Linked DNA regions of Drosophila melanogaster: region 2 is linked to region 1. A link is a contact called in public Hi-C data. All regions are on one chromosome and are shown on one strand. The core of a region is the stretch at or near the end of the contact, and the rest is flanking DNA. Distances in the headings are between cores, read along the strand shown. Region 1 overlaps KrT95D (Krueppel target at 95D). Region 2 overlaps REPTOR (Repressed by TOR).

Region 1 (6,663 bases), core at 3,584-6,083:
ATTCTGTGTTTGCGGTTGTAACACTCGTACTACTACTACACACTGTAAACTAAAATATTGGCCAGAAAAATGCAATTAAAATGAGAAATGGGCGGCCAAACAAGTTGGGAGGTGCTGCCGTTGTTGGCTTCCACATCCTGCTGGGTTTTTGCGGACCACACGCAGCGTCCAATTTGGATTTATTGGGGGCGAGGAGTAGGATCGTTCTTCGAAGAGCGCTTTTCCTTTTTTTTTTTTTGCCCAGTCAGATAGTGTCAGTTGCTGGTTAATTTTATTGGATTGCCTTACACTATCCAGCAGCGAACACTTTAAGTTTCTCGATTCTGGGTGCGCCGGGCTATTAACTCAACGTGGTGTCATTCGCTTTTTTGTTGACTCTTGGAAAATGTCGTTTAAATCGCTTTCGGCCCTCTGGTCTTGTGCTTCACCTCCAACTTGTCCATTCTCTTGGGGATAAATGCCAGTTTCTTTGGCTTTAGCTTGGGTTTGGTTTTGGTTTTGAATTTGATTTTCCGAGGCCGGAACAAGCTGAAGACATTTCAAATGTATTTATAACACACATAAAATGGGCGTTTCAAAAATAAAACAATTTGCGTCAGCCTAGGTTGTTTTAATTTATTACACATTTGGGATTGTTATAAAATTTGTCCTGAATATTTATGAACTGTTGCGGTGCGTCTTGACACATTTTATCAGTTCAGATGTGGTAATATTTACTTATTTTGATAAAAGCATCTTCTGACGAATGAATAAAGAAAAAGAAAAAACGGATTAGTTACGTTTATATCTGTTTCGCATATATTTCGAACCCTCTTGAGGATTCAGGAACGACGGCGAGTGCTTTTGATGGATTCGATCGGCTTATGGCATCAATACCTTATGCAATCAATCGAATGGCATTGGCAAATTGCTTTTCTAACCATGAAGTCGAAGACAATCTGAAGCCGCAGAAATGCTCGTTGGCGGCGGGGATAATAAAGGGAAAATTGAGAAAAATCGAGTTGTGGCCGAGACTGAGCGGGTCATATGATATATGGGTCATTAACGAATTGTGCGGCGACATGGAATATGTTCGAGTAATAAAAACAATAAATAATAAGAGGAATGTGTCACACGATTGCTCGTTAAATTCAAGTTTAGACGGCGGCGTTCGCTCAATTGGAACAACAGCTCGCTAAAGTATTAAATAAATATTTAAAACGTATAAAAGACTCAAATTTTAAGCACTGAGTCATTTGGCGATCGGTAGTCACACACATTCGGCCAAGTGGGAGCTCATCAACCCACACACAACCAGCTTATATGGATGGTGTTGTATTTCAGCTAATTACCTCGTAAAGGCCACGTCATAATCTCACCAATTATGTATGTCTCAAGTGCAAACACCCAAAATATAAAGATACACTGCGGATATGTGAAATCTTCAAGTTGAGCAAATTATATTACGGACATATTATGTTGCTATAAAGCTGGGGAGAAACTGCAGGAAATCTCGGGTTTATTATGAACTTCCTTATGGCAGTACTAAAAGCAAAAATGCAACAGAAAGCAGCCAACTTAGTGAAGCTGAAAATTGTTTATTGCACATATTGTTGTTTTCAATTAAGTGCGGCAAGTGTCTGGGAATTGAAAGTATCTCAAGCAAATCATGTACATTTTTATGCTGTTAAGGGAATTTACAATCAGTTATTAAATGATGTTAATCTTTAGCGCATTGTTACTTTAAGTGGGCGTAAAAATAATGCTTCAATTCAAAAATGAGGTAAAACAAGCTCCAAAACAGTCTGAAATTTTTAAAAAATTAAACTGGGTTCTAGTCTAAGCCACTTTCTATATCGTACTAAGAAAGATCTAAGTTTCCTTAAGTGCAGCATTAGCATAAGTATTTATTTAATTGTGATTTGTTTGCACACTTCTTCTTTAAATTATTCCTTTATTGCTGACCTGTCCTAGGTCACTTACGTTTGCGTTGTGCTGGCCATTTTCCGCACTTTTCCGCCGGTTAAAGGCGCCGGGCCAAGTGCTAACCACACCACATATTCAGCGAACCCAACCCCTTGGGGCAAAACTCATGAATGATTCAGGTGTTAAAAGTGGAAAAACGAATAAGGTGTGAAAATAATTACGTACCGCTTTTAAACACATCGATTGCACTCCGAGCCGCTGAAACTCAATCGATGTTTACAATATTTATAGTAAGAACGAAGAAAGCGTTTGCGGCTGCGGGCACTTAAACTATTTCTGTTTTTCCATTTTTTATGGTACCTCTCAATAATTGATAGACCATAAGTTTCGTGTCATATTCGATCTACGGCTGTGTGGTGGAGTGAATGAACCGGAGTAACCTTTCCAGCTGGCCTGCAGCACTTTTCCCACATGGGTTAAGGTTTGGGGTGGTCGCATATGGAGGAGCTGAGCCACACCCACTTTGGCCGTATGACGTCGCCATTGTGTTGTTGTTGTTTTTGTTGTTATAGGGACTTTGGAGAACGCAAACGTAAAGTGCCATTTAGTTGATAATTGTGGCAAATTACCAACGCTAGTTACATCGATTTTCATACCCTCCTGGATGGGTAGGTTAACTACGATGGGGAGGTTACTGAACTCTCGCTACTGGAAAGCTTTTGCTGTCATATCATTTTTAATTGTATAGTTTGTACATTGCATTTTATACATTAGACACGAAACTATATCAGTACAGACAGTTCTTTCTTTAAAAAGTGTACATTTTTTAACTATAGATATATTCAGAGTATTGTTCGTCTATATAGCAAATTCTACACATTCGGTTATTAGAATTTCAATGGCAAACTCTGTGGCTGCGTCTGTGGGTCTGTCCCCGAAAAACATTCCCATTTAACATTCCGAATTCAATTGCAGCTCGTCTTTGGTTGCCATTGTTTGGGGGTTCCATCCGTTTCCGGGCATTGTCCCGTTCGTCGGTCTGCCACTTTGTCATTATGGCCGTCATTCCGTCATTCATTCAGTCAGTTAGTCAGTCAGTCAGGGCCTGCGTGATTCTCGCATAAATTAACTAAGCACCCCGATCGGGTCCCCTCTGGTACCCAATGGTGCCCTCTGGTGTCGTGGCAAGTAGTTGGCATGCATAAGTAAGACTCACACTCCGGAAAACTTCGGATGGCAACGCATTCGGCATGCAGTTGATCAATAATGCAATGACCCAAGCCAGCGACAGACGGGCGCCAAGTAATGCCTAGGCTGGAAAGTTTCGGAGCCCTCTAATTAAACGCCCCCCAGAAGCCCCATCGTCCTGCCTCTTACTTCGCGGCCACTTCTGGCCACTCTCTGTGGCGCCACCCACACATCGGTTTTAACCGGTTTGGCTGTATCGTGCCTCAAATTCATTTAACCAGTGGCTCTAAACTAAAACCAGACCCCGCGCGTCCGTGACTCATGCTCACAATCCTTGCTGAAACTCAACCGAACGGCTGCCAGGCGAAATGGAAATGCAAAATATATATAAAAAGAAAGGACAACGAATAAAACACGCTTAAATGAAACCGTAAAAGTTGCCCATAAGTCGCGACAAAATGACATAAACTAGCTTAACTGATGGCGACCGTAGATGAGTTCGAGTTTGGGCAAATACCCTGGAGCATTTGGGTGTGTTTTTCTGTGGAGCCGCTAATTAATAATCATCATCAAAAAGAGCACAATACTAGAAACGCATGCATATTCTTCTTAGAAAACATGATTTAATTTCTTGCACCTAGAAGTGACTTTTTCTTACATGCATCACTCATACGCCGTGTGTCACTCTTAGGTATAACTCATTCGACCCGTGGCCCCATACTGGTTTACCCACTTGTGGTTATAATCGTACGGCAGCGATTTCCTGATTTGACGGGCTCTTTCGCAGCTTGACATCTTGTCAGCGAATGCGACCGCATGGGCCTGCTGTCCTTGGAACGAGGCGACTATCCAGCCAGGTCTCACTTTGTCTCCGGCTCGATCCATATGGTGGTCAAGTCAAGTCTTTGTTGTCTACGCAAGCCAGGCACTTGTCGTCGCTGCAGGAAATGCATAGTGCAATTTGCATACGACTCTATGGCGGCAGTTGAGCCATCCACTACGAGTCGCCCCCGCCGGCGGTGACTATCATTGTGAATCATATCATACATGCGCACATCATCCCGTCATCCCGTCTTCCCGTCATCCCATCGCACCGGGCCCATTCACACGGGCAGTAACTGGTCGCATGCGAATCTACGGATAAGTTAGCGGCGGAAACAAAACTGCAAATTAACATGTTAACAAAATAGCCAGTTAAAGTCGGTATTTTAGTCTGTTTTGCCTATCTATCCGTTTGTCTGGGGGTGTTAACAGCCGCCTCACGGCAACTCGCAACTTACAACAGCTAATCAACGAGAAAGCAAAAATGGAAATTGAAAATGGTAATGCTAAATATGTGATGAACGCGATCACGCAACCTGGGGCAACGTTTTTGCGCCCAGTGTCGTTTTATTACCGGAATTGTTGTCAAAGGTGCTACTTACGAATCACATCATACATTTTCACATAACCTGTGATGACCGCACAGAATTTTGTAGCACTTGCAATGTGATTATTTTACTTACTCCGCAGGAATTGTTCTGATGCTTTAATATTATTGTTTAAATTTTTCCGTCTTTGAATTACACACGAATTACGTTATGAATTATGAATAGTTTTACTATAGCTGTGTAGCATTATTTTGTAAATTTTGTTGATAAATTACTGGGACAATGAGCAGCCATTCATCAACATAAATTCACATTTATGCGGACACACTCGAAAATGTCAAGCAAAATATTTAGTCTTTATTGAGACTCTGGACCGGCGGAGATCAGTGCGATGTGATGCCCTCTCTTTCTTCAACTTGAATCTTGCGCCAGTGACACAGTTTCCGTCTCTTTCTGCTGTCTATGTCCGTCTTGCTTATACGCTCCTCACTTTGATTGAGGCGATTTGCGGACTCAATTTGTTTTTATGTAGCATTTTCATTTCGCTCATTTTTCCCCTCCTATTTTTCTGCACTAATCAGTTTCAATTTCCATTTTTTTCATATTTTATTTGTGCCATAAAAAGTGGGTGCACGGGGGTGTTAAAGCTTATCAAGTACACGCCCGCTATCGCACTCTATTTATACATGTACCTATAGTAGATGATTAAGTAATTAATACCAAAACTCTTGTCGAGTGCTTAACCGGGTAATTGGTCTGATTTCCAATTAAGTCAACTTATTATGGCGTTTTTTATGATCTTTTTGTGCCGCAGACAGTAGTTTGCTACTATTGAAGAAGATTGGATTATCCCCATGGATCAGCCAATCAATCCCCTAGGCCATAATTCATATTCATGTCCAATGTCCGTTGTCCGCTACCTCAATTGGTCATTTATCAAAGCTCCTTCCCAACAAAGAAAACATTGTTGGCGACTTGGGTACGATGAACTGGAAAGAAAAGATTGGATAGTCGGGGATGACGGGACGAGGAGGTACTCACGGAGATAAAGACGCGAATAAAGGCAACAGAAATATATAAGAAAATGCTTTCCGGCAGCATTCGACGTGTGTCATTCATGGGCACAGCTCACAAAAGAAAAAAAAAAAAAAAAACGCCATGACAATCAAAATGCTAAGAAAATAATGGTCAAAAACGTAATGCTAAAATTGTGAACGGACAAAAAGTAAAACTTACAGAACCCACAAGTTTAAACCTGAAGACGAAGCGTTGTTTGCTTTTCAAACTCGACCAGTCAATGACATTGCCCAGACGAAAACAAATATCAAATGCAATAAAGCTAAATAAACCAAAATCAAAGGCAAAATCGAATAATGTAAAGGCGACGAGAACAAGCGAAACGCGCCCCTCGATTTCTTATAAACATTTAAAAATACACCCAAGTCGTCGGGGAACAACAATAAAATGTCAACTTATTTTTAACAAACAATGCGAACATGCCATGTCAAGTGCACGCAAATCAAATTGAATGGAAACCAGTGTTCTTTGGCGGTAATATGGGGGTTCCGATCCAATCGAAGTGACATACATACATCGTTAGTCATACGAACACTCATTTCTAATGCTGATCACATTTGGTAGTTAAAAATGAAATACTGTACTGATCTACGTGATAGGTTTGGTGATTTATTTACGCCACTTGGGAAGAGCTGTCCAAATGCGGAAATATAGTAGAAATATTCGAGCAACTTAATATTAATAGGATTTTTATGGGTTGTTATTGGGTGCTTTTACAAATTTGAGGATCCATTCGCGAATTGTCATCGACTATGAGAAATGTTATTTCGGTAATATGTCCATTTATTACCAATTGTTACAGTATCAACAATATTGTTTTCTTTCATTCACTTTACTGATAGACTTGTCCCACTTTTTCTGTCATAACCATAACCAAGTCATTGAATTCTTTGAATTGCGTGAACTGTCTGTTCGACTTGCCTTATAAGTGCTGTTCCTGTCTCTTCACCCAGTGACCACCTCGTTCAACTCCCCCTTTAATGAAATTTGCATGGGGCAACAAAACGAATGTTTTGAATTATTAATTAAGTAATTAATTGCGCGTTGTCGACGACTACGCATTCATTCGAACTTGGCCCCCCTCGTGCATTCCATTCCAAGCGCTTTCATTTTGCAGTTGCAC
Region 2 (5,841 bases), core at 3,103-5,602, 550 kb before region 1:
AAAAGGCAGCCATATGTTGGGTAAACTTTGGGGGGGGGGAAAAAGCAGTAGAAGAGAAACCGAAAACAATCCAAAGCCACTTACCCCCTATCTTGAGTTGGAGCCAGTTTTTGAAGTTTTCTAGGCGTCCCATAACATTACGTATACGACATGGGTCCAGCTGCTACATCAGTTAATTGGATGCTGAACTTTCTGTTTGGCAATCTCCGCTCGCTCGATGGTTATAATACTGCCAGTGACTCAAGAGTTAGTGTGTCGATAAGAGCCATAAAGTGGGCAGGCAGGTTTGATAAAATAAATCAATAAAAATTCGCTGGAAAAAACGTAACACAAAAAGGCCTAAAAATATAAATTGGGGCAGAGTTAAGTGTGCTATAACTGATTAGAATGCTGATATTGCGTTTAGTTTAAGTACTAACAAATTTAGTAAAGACCATTAGTAATGGTCGAAGTAAATACTATTACATCTTCAGCAAAAATACAAAGCAATTACATTTCATTTTGCTAATGCATCTCGAAATGCTTCAAATGTTAGTTGCTCTTTTAATTAAGAGACTGCAATATGCCATCATAAAATCACAAAGTCAGTTAAAGTGTTTATCATAACTGGTTCTATTCAATTGGCATAAATATACATATATAATTAGCTGGTTACACATTATAGACGTCATAATTAATTTACATGTTGTCAAAAATAGATTATAGATTAATGAAATTGCTATTGTATGATGATCTATCAAACGGGTGTTATTGCATCATGATCTGATCTTCGCCATAAAACGAGCTAAGCTTTGCTTTCAATTTTATTTATTTGTTTGTATTCCGATCAATTTGTTCGAATCGGACTCTTACATATTAATATTTGTTCAAATTGCCGACTATATAGTCTATATACGGTCATTTGCTTTTGCTGGCCTTCAACTTTCTTTGTTGCCGCCGTGCAGGAGATTTTTGTGATCTTTCCAGAGGCTGTTCCGCGGATGCGGCCATTAAGCAAACTTGTTTGCTTTTCTTTGAAATTTCTTTAGCAAAAATATTTAAACACACAGATACAGATACAGATATGCATATTTATATCAATTGTTGTTGCTGTCGCTGTCTCTTGATTTTTTAAGTGCTCGTGAGTCATGAGTGTTTTGTTTTACCCCAACTTTTTTGGGTCACTTTTCGAAAGGGACAAATCTATTTATGCAGCACACAAATATCCCGTGCGGGGGCGTAAACTTCCTGAACCGAAATAAGTTTTTTTTTTTTATTTGCTCGCTGAACAAAACATTCGCTTGCCATCTTTTGTGTTGGTTTATCTCTTCATTCTGGGCTGCTCGATAAGATAAGTTCGCCATCCATGCCACCCCTAAAAATGTTAGGGGATAGCTCTGAAAATTTGCAAGTGCCTGACCCATTGAGCGTGTCCGCTTATCAGTTGCCCATTGTCGTCTCCTCTGCCGGCACGCGGCTGTTGGCTGATAAGAGGCGGAGTCAAAAGCGGGACAGCTGACGGGCCAGACGCCTCTGGAGGGTCTGGCTTCTTGCCACTCGATAAGGAGGCGCTCACGTGTTCCTGCCTCCTCCTCGAATTGAGTCAGCGTCATTAGAAGCGATTGTTCGAACCCTTTTTGAATGCATTTCTATTTGTCTAGCCGTCTACAGTAGTCACGATTCCTATTGATTTCTATTCGGCAAGAGTGGCTGGCGGTAGCATCTTGTGTTTGCTAAAGTATTCAGACAACTTGTGCTAATTTCTTTTTGTGCTGCTAAATCGATATAAATTGATTTTAATTATTTATCTATTAGCGAATCGGTGGGGAAGCAAACATGATATACTCTGTGTTGTTTGATTGGTTGTCTTCGCAGAGGGTTTGTTGTGGGTAACTGACGAACGTCAGCACGGGAGTAGAGGTATTTTCGGAATTCCCATTGCGAAAGCATCCCACGGAGCACTTGAGAGTGTCAAGTCAATCACCATATTTTTTATAACAATTAGTAAGAACAACAAAGCATTAGCAAAACTTAAGTTGCATTTATTATCGCGACTATGCCTCTATAAGCTTTCCACTTTCAGCCTTTCTACGCGATTCTCAAAGTTGTAGCTTAGACACGTTGTGGCAAGTGTAACTTTGTAAAAGTTTCCATTGGTTTGCAAAGTTCATGAGGGTTCAAAATATTTTGAACCTTTCTATGCGATTCTCAAAGTCTTGCTTAAGCTATGGAAATTTAGTTTCATATGCAAATCGAAACGATTCTTATATACTAACCTAGATCTCTCACCTCCAACGGCTACGTTTATTTGCACTTTCCTGAGTTCGCTGATCGGTGTCTTGTCCCGCTCTTTCTCTTCCAATCAATACAACAATTTACAATTTGCGTCAGCTGTTTGTATAAGAAGTATTAATGTATAAAACAAAAAGCAAAACAAAAATCGAACGCGACAGAGCGTGTTATATCATCAATTGCCAGACATTCGCTATGCTATGCTAAACATTCCGGCATATGAATACTAAATAAACGATAGAATCGAATGCCCGACACCTAGCATGCACACAATTGGGTACACTGAAAAAATCGGGATATTTCTAGTGCAGACAGTGAAAAATCAATTATCTGTTGGCGTACATACTATTAATTCAGTTGCATCTTTAGGTTGGTCTTACTTATAGCATTTTGATACATTTTTCTGATGACTAATACAATTTTTTTTCGGTGTACCTATTTATTTTTATGTGCTTCCTCCTAAACGGGGGCACTAAAAATAAATCGGAGGAACTTGCACTTGGCTCTGCGGCTACCTCAACATAAATTTGTTTATCATTGTGTGGGTGGCTTTGAGTGGTTGTGTGTAATGGATGCATGCAAAAATTGCGTGTTCCTAAAATTAGAGCAAAGTGTGAGCAACAACACAAAGACAAAGGTAAAAGTGACTTGCACAAATTGCTAAACAAAGAAATGGCTATCGTAGTATGCAAGACATACAGAAAAGGGATTTCATTGTTACAATAAAGTCACTAAAAGTAAGATTTATTCGAGGATACAATCAGTTCACAGAAGCCACAACTAGTCAATATTTGTGCTATATTAACTATAGTGGGTAAAGAAACCCATTTTACAGGGCTATTAAAAACCCCCCATGACTAAGCCACTGGGTAAAGACTTTTGCCAGAAAGAAGGGGAATATCAAAGCAAAAGAGACAGACGGTGAGTGGGGAAAACTGCATGCAGTGGAAACATGTGACGCTCGATGACGAATGTTGACAATAACAAACCAGAGAGCGATGAAAAGGGCAAAAGGAAAAGTTATAGAGCACCTATAGCACCCTAAACACCGCAAACCCCCCGCATCATGGCATTGATCACTGCCACTGACCCATTGATAATGCGGAACGGAAGTGCTCCCGATCAGCGATTCTCTGCCTTGCTCTCTTCAGCCTTTGTTTTCACTTTAACTTTTGGTTAGTTGTTTTTGTTTTGAGCTAGTCTGCGTTGCAATCTGAACTTATCATCACTATCACCGACTATGAAATACAAATTTATAATGCAGGCTCGTCTGTTTCGAATTAATCAGCAAATTTAATCAATTTTAATTTAATACGAAATTCAGAGTGAGACAAGCAAGTTCACAATTCAAAACATTGGTTTTAATATTGTAATATAGTCTATTTTGAAAAATTCAAATGTTTAGAAAATTGCATCAATTAATATGGTAATAAATTTAATCTTTAAATTTGTGATTAGATCGATATCAAAGAAAAAGCAGATCATAAGAATTTTGGATAGCAAAACATTTTATTACTCATTCGTAAGTTGACAAGTTTGAGCAAACGTGGCGTATGAGTAATTTTGGCCAGAAATTAAGTTATTCCTTGATTTCGTAGGAATTTTCATTTCTTCATCAGTCGTTCTTGGACTTCGGTTCCCCAATCTTGCAAATATACCCTCAGAACGCTCCACAACACTTTGAGATACATGTGTAAATAAATATAAATGTATGTATGTACATATAGCGCAATCAACAAGCACATGAAATCCCACACTCACGCAAGCGTACACAAATCTAGTATAAATTCTGGCGAAATGTAAAAGCTTCCATTTTGTTATTGTAAGCTAGAGGCGGCAACAAAAACGACAACACACAAAACTCGTCAGTCAGGCGCAAAGCTACAAAAAGCTTCATATTATATATTATCTACAGAGCACAAGCACTACACAAGCCTATATAAATAACTAGAGTCTACGAAGATGGCGACAAAAGCAAATAGACGGAAAACATATGTTGCTCAGATCCAGAGTAGGGGAGAGAGCGAGAGAGCAGGAGAGCGCCCACGCTCTCGCAAAAGCTTATTATTATTTACAAGCGTCGCGTTTTGTTTACAACTCTGCAGATTGCTTTCCTGTATCTGTATGTGTAAGTGAGGCGAGTGGAAAACAAAGGCAACTCTGCGATAAATTATACATTCAAAACAAAATATAAAAAATAAACAGTTTTGACCTTGGGTTTGCTTAAAATTCGTGCTCACTCTTTGGCTCTCTCTTGCTCTCTCTGTCACTTAATTTGTTGATAGCAAGCCACGCTAACAGTATATTTTCTGGAAAGTTAGCTGCTTTCCTCAATAATTGTTAATATTAGTGCATTATTTCATGTTGTGTTGAAATAAACTGGTTCGTCCGATCCAGACATGTGTTCATAATATCGCTTAATTTTAATTTATTTGCGGTTACTTTTTATTTTCATTTCCCTTTCGTTATTCTGAATTAGTCACATAACGTGCACATTGGTCACGCCTCAAACTGGAGATGTGTACTTTACCCCCAGAACTGGTATTACCTTCCAAATGCTCTTCACGTGCATCCCACTCGGTTTTAATTAGTTTACATTGCCAGTGGAGAAGATACAGTAGATGTTCCCTAAATAAGCCATCGCTAGGTTCTAATATAGTGGTATATTACCCTTACAGGGGTTTGAGGACCCTAAGAACTTGAAACTTAAAGATACAAATAGTCAGGATATTGTACTTACATATGTATGTATATAGTATATACACTCGGTTTTCTGTCCACAATATCATATGCTTTGGATCAGATGTTCGTCCATTTGCCCCTTTTTTCGCTGGCGTTGCTATCTCCACCAAACATTTCACGTTCATTAACTCGACGTATCGGTGTGTGTGGGGAATTTTTTAATGGTATTATTCATTATATATAAATGTGTGTTTATCTTTTATTGTGCGCTTCTCCAATGTTTGCTTGTCTTCTTCACTTTTTCGTACAATTCCACTTGGGGCCTTTTTTTGTTTCTGCTTTTTTTCGGCAGTCAATGTGTAATAAATTCTTTTTTATTCGCCCCTTTGCGTCTATTTCCATGTTTGATACTCGGTTTGGCGTGTATATATATGAATATATACATATATATAATATATAAGCGCCCCATTCGGGTTTTTGGTTCCTATGTTTTGGTGTTTGGTCGGTTCTCTCCGCATTTTTTTTTTTATTGTTTGGCCTTCAACGCGTTCAGCTACCTTTGACGAATATTAAACAATTTCAAGAGGAAATAGCAATAATGTAAAGCAGCCAGAGATACAAGCATATCACTTAGCAAAAGTAGCATTTGGTCTGGGCTTGCCTTGTATATCGAGAGGCTCCCCCGAAACAGTTCCCACCCCCTTTTTGCCAAACCATGCGAACACATCGTGTGACCTTCACGTCTTCGAACGGGGTATTACAAAGTTCAAATCGAAACTGCCGCATTGGTTAATGTAAAACAGGGGAGACCTTATCATCCGGAATGTGCTCACTTATCGGCTGTAATGGATGAAAGATAAGCCAATCAGGGGGATCACAATAGTGTTT

Evidence for each region. A called contact is a pair of places that touch in the nucleus more often than the background predicts.
Region 2: a contact with region 1 is called in a Hi-C map of the Kc167 cell line, with 2.4 times the contacts expected there. A contact is called at or near these places in 3 of 107 Hi-C or Micro-C datasets (the Kc167 cell line and the S2 cell line) and 1 of 7 datasets of targeted methods (the Kc167 cell line).

What each region holds. Positions count from the first base shown.
Region 1 is chr3R:24,014,926-24,021,588 of dm6, reverse strand. All of the region lies in intron 2 of KrT95D (Krueppel target at 95D), which reads left to right. Among named protein-coding and RNA genes, the nearest start is that of KrT95D, 14 kb to the left of the region's middle.
Region 2 is chr3R:24,564,337-24,570,177 of dm6, reverse strand. All of the region lies in intron 2 of REPTOR (Repressed by TOR), which reads left to right. Among named protein-coding and RNA genes, the nearest start is that of lncRNA:CR46094, 6.5 kb to the left of the region's middle.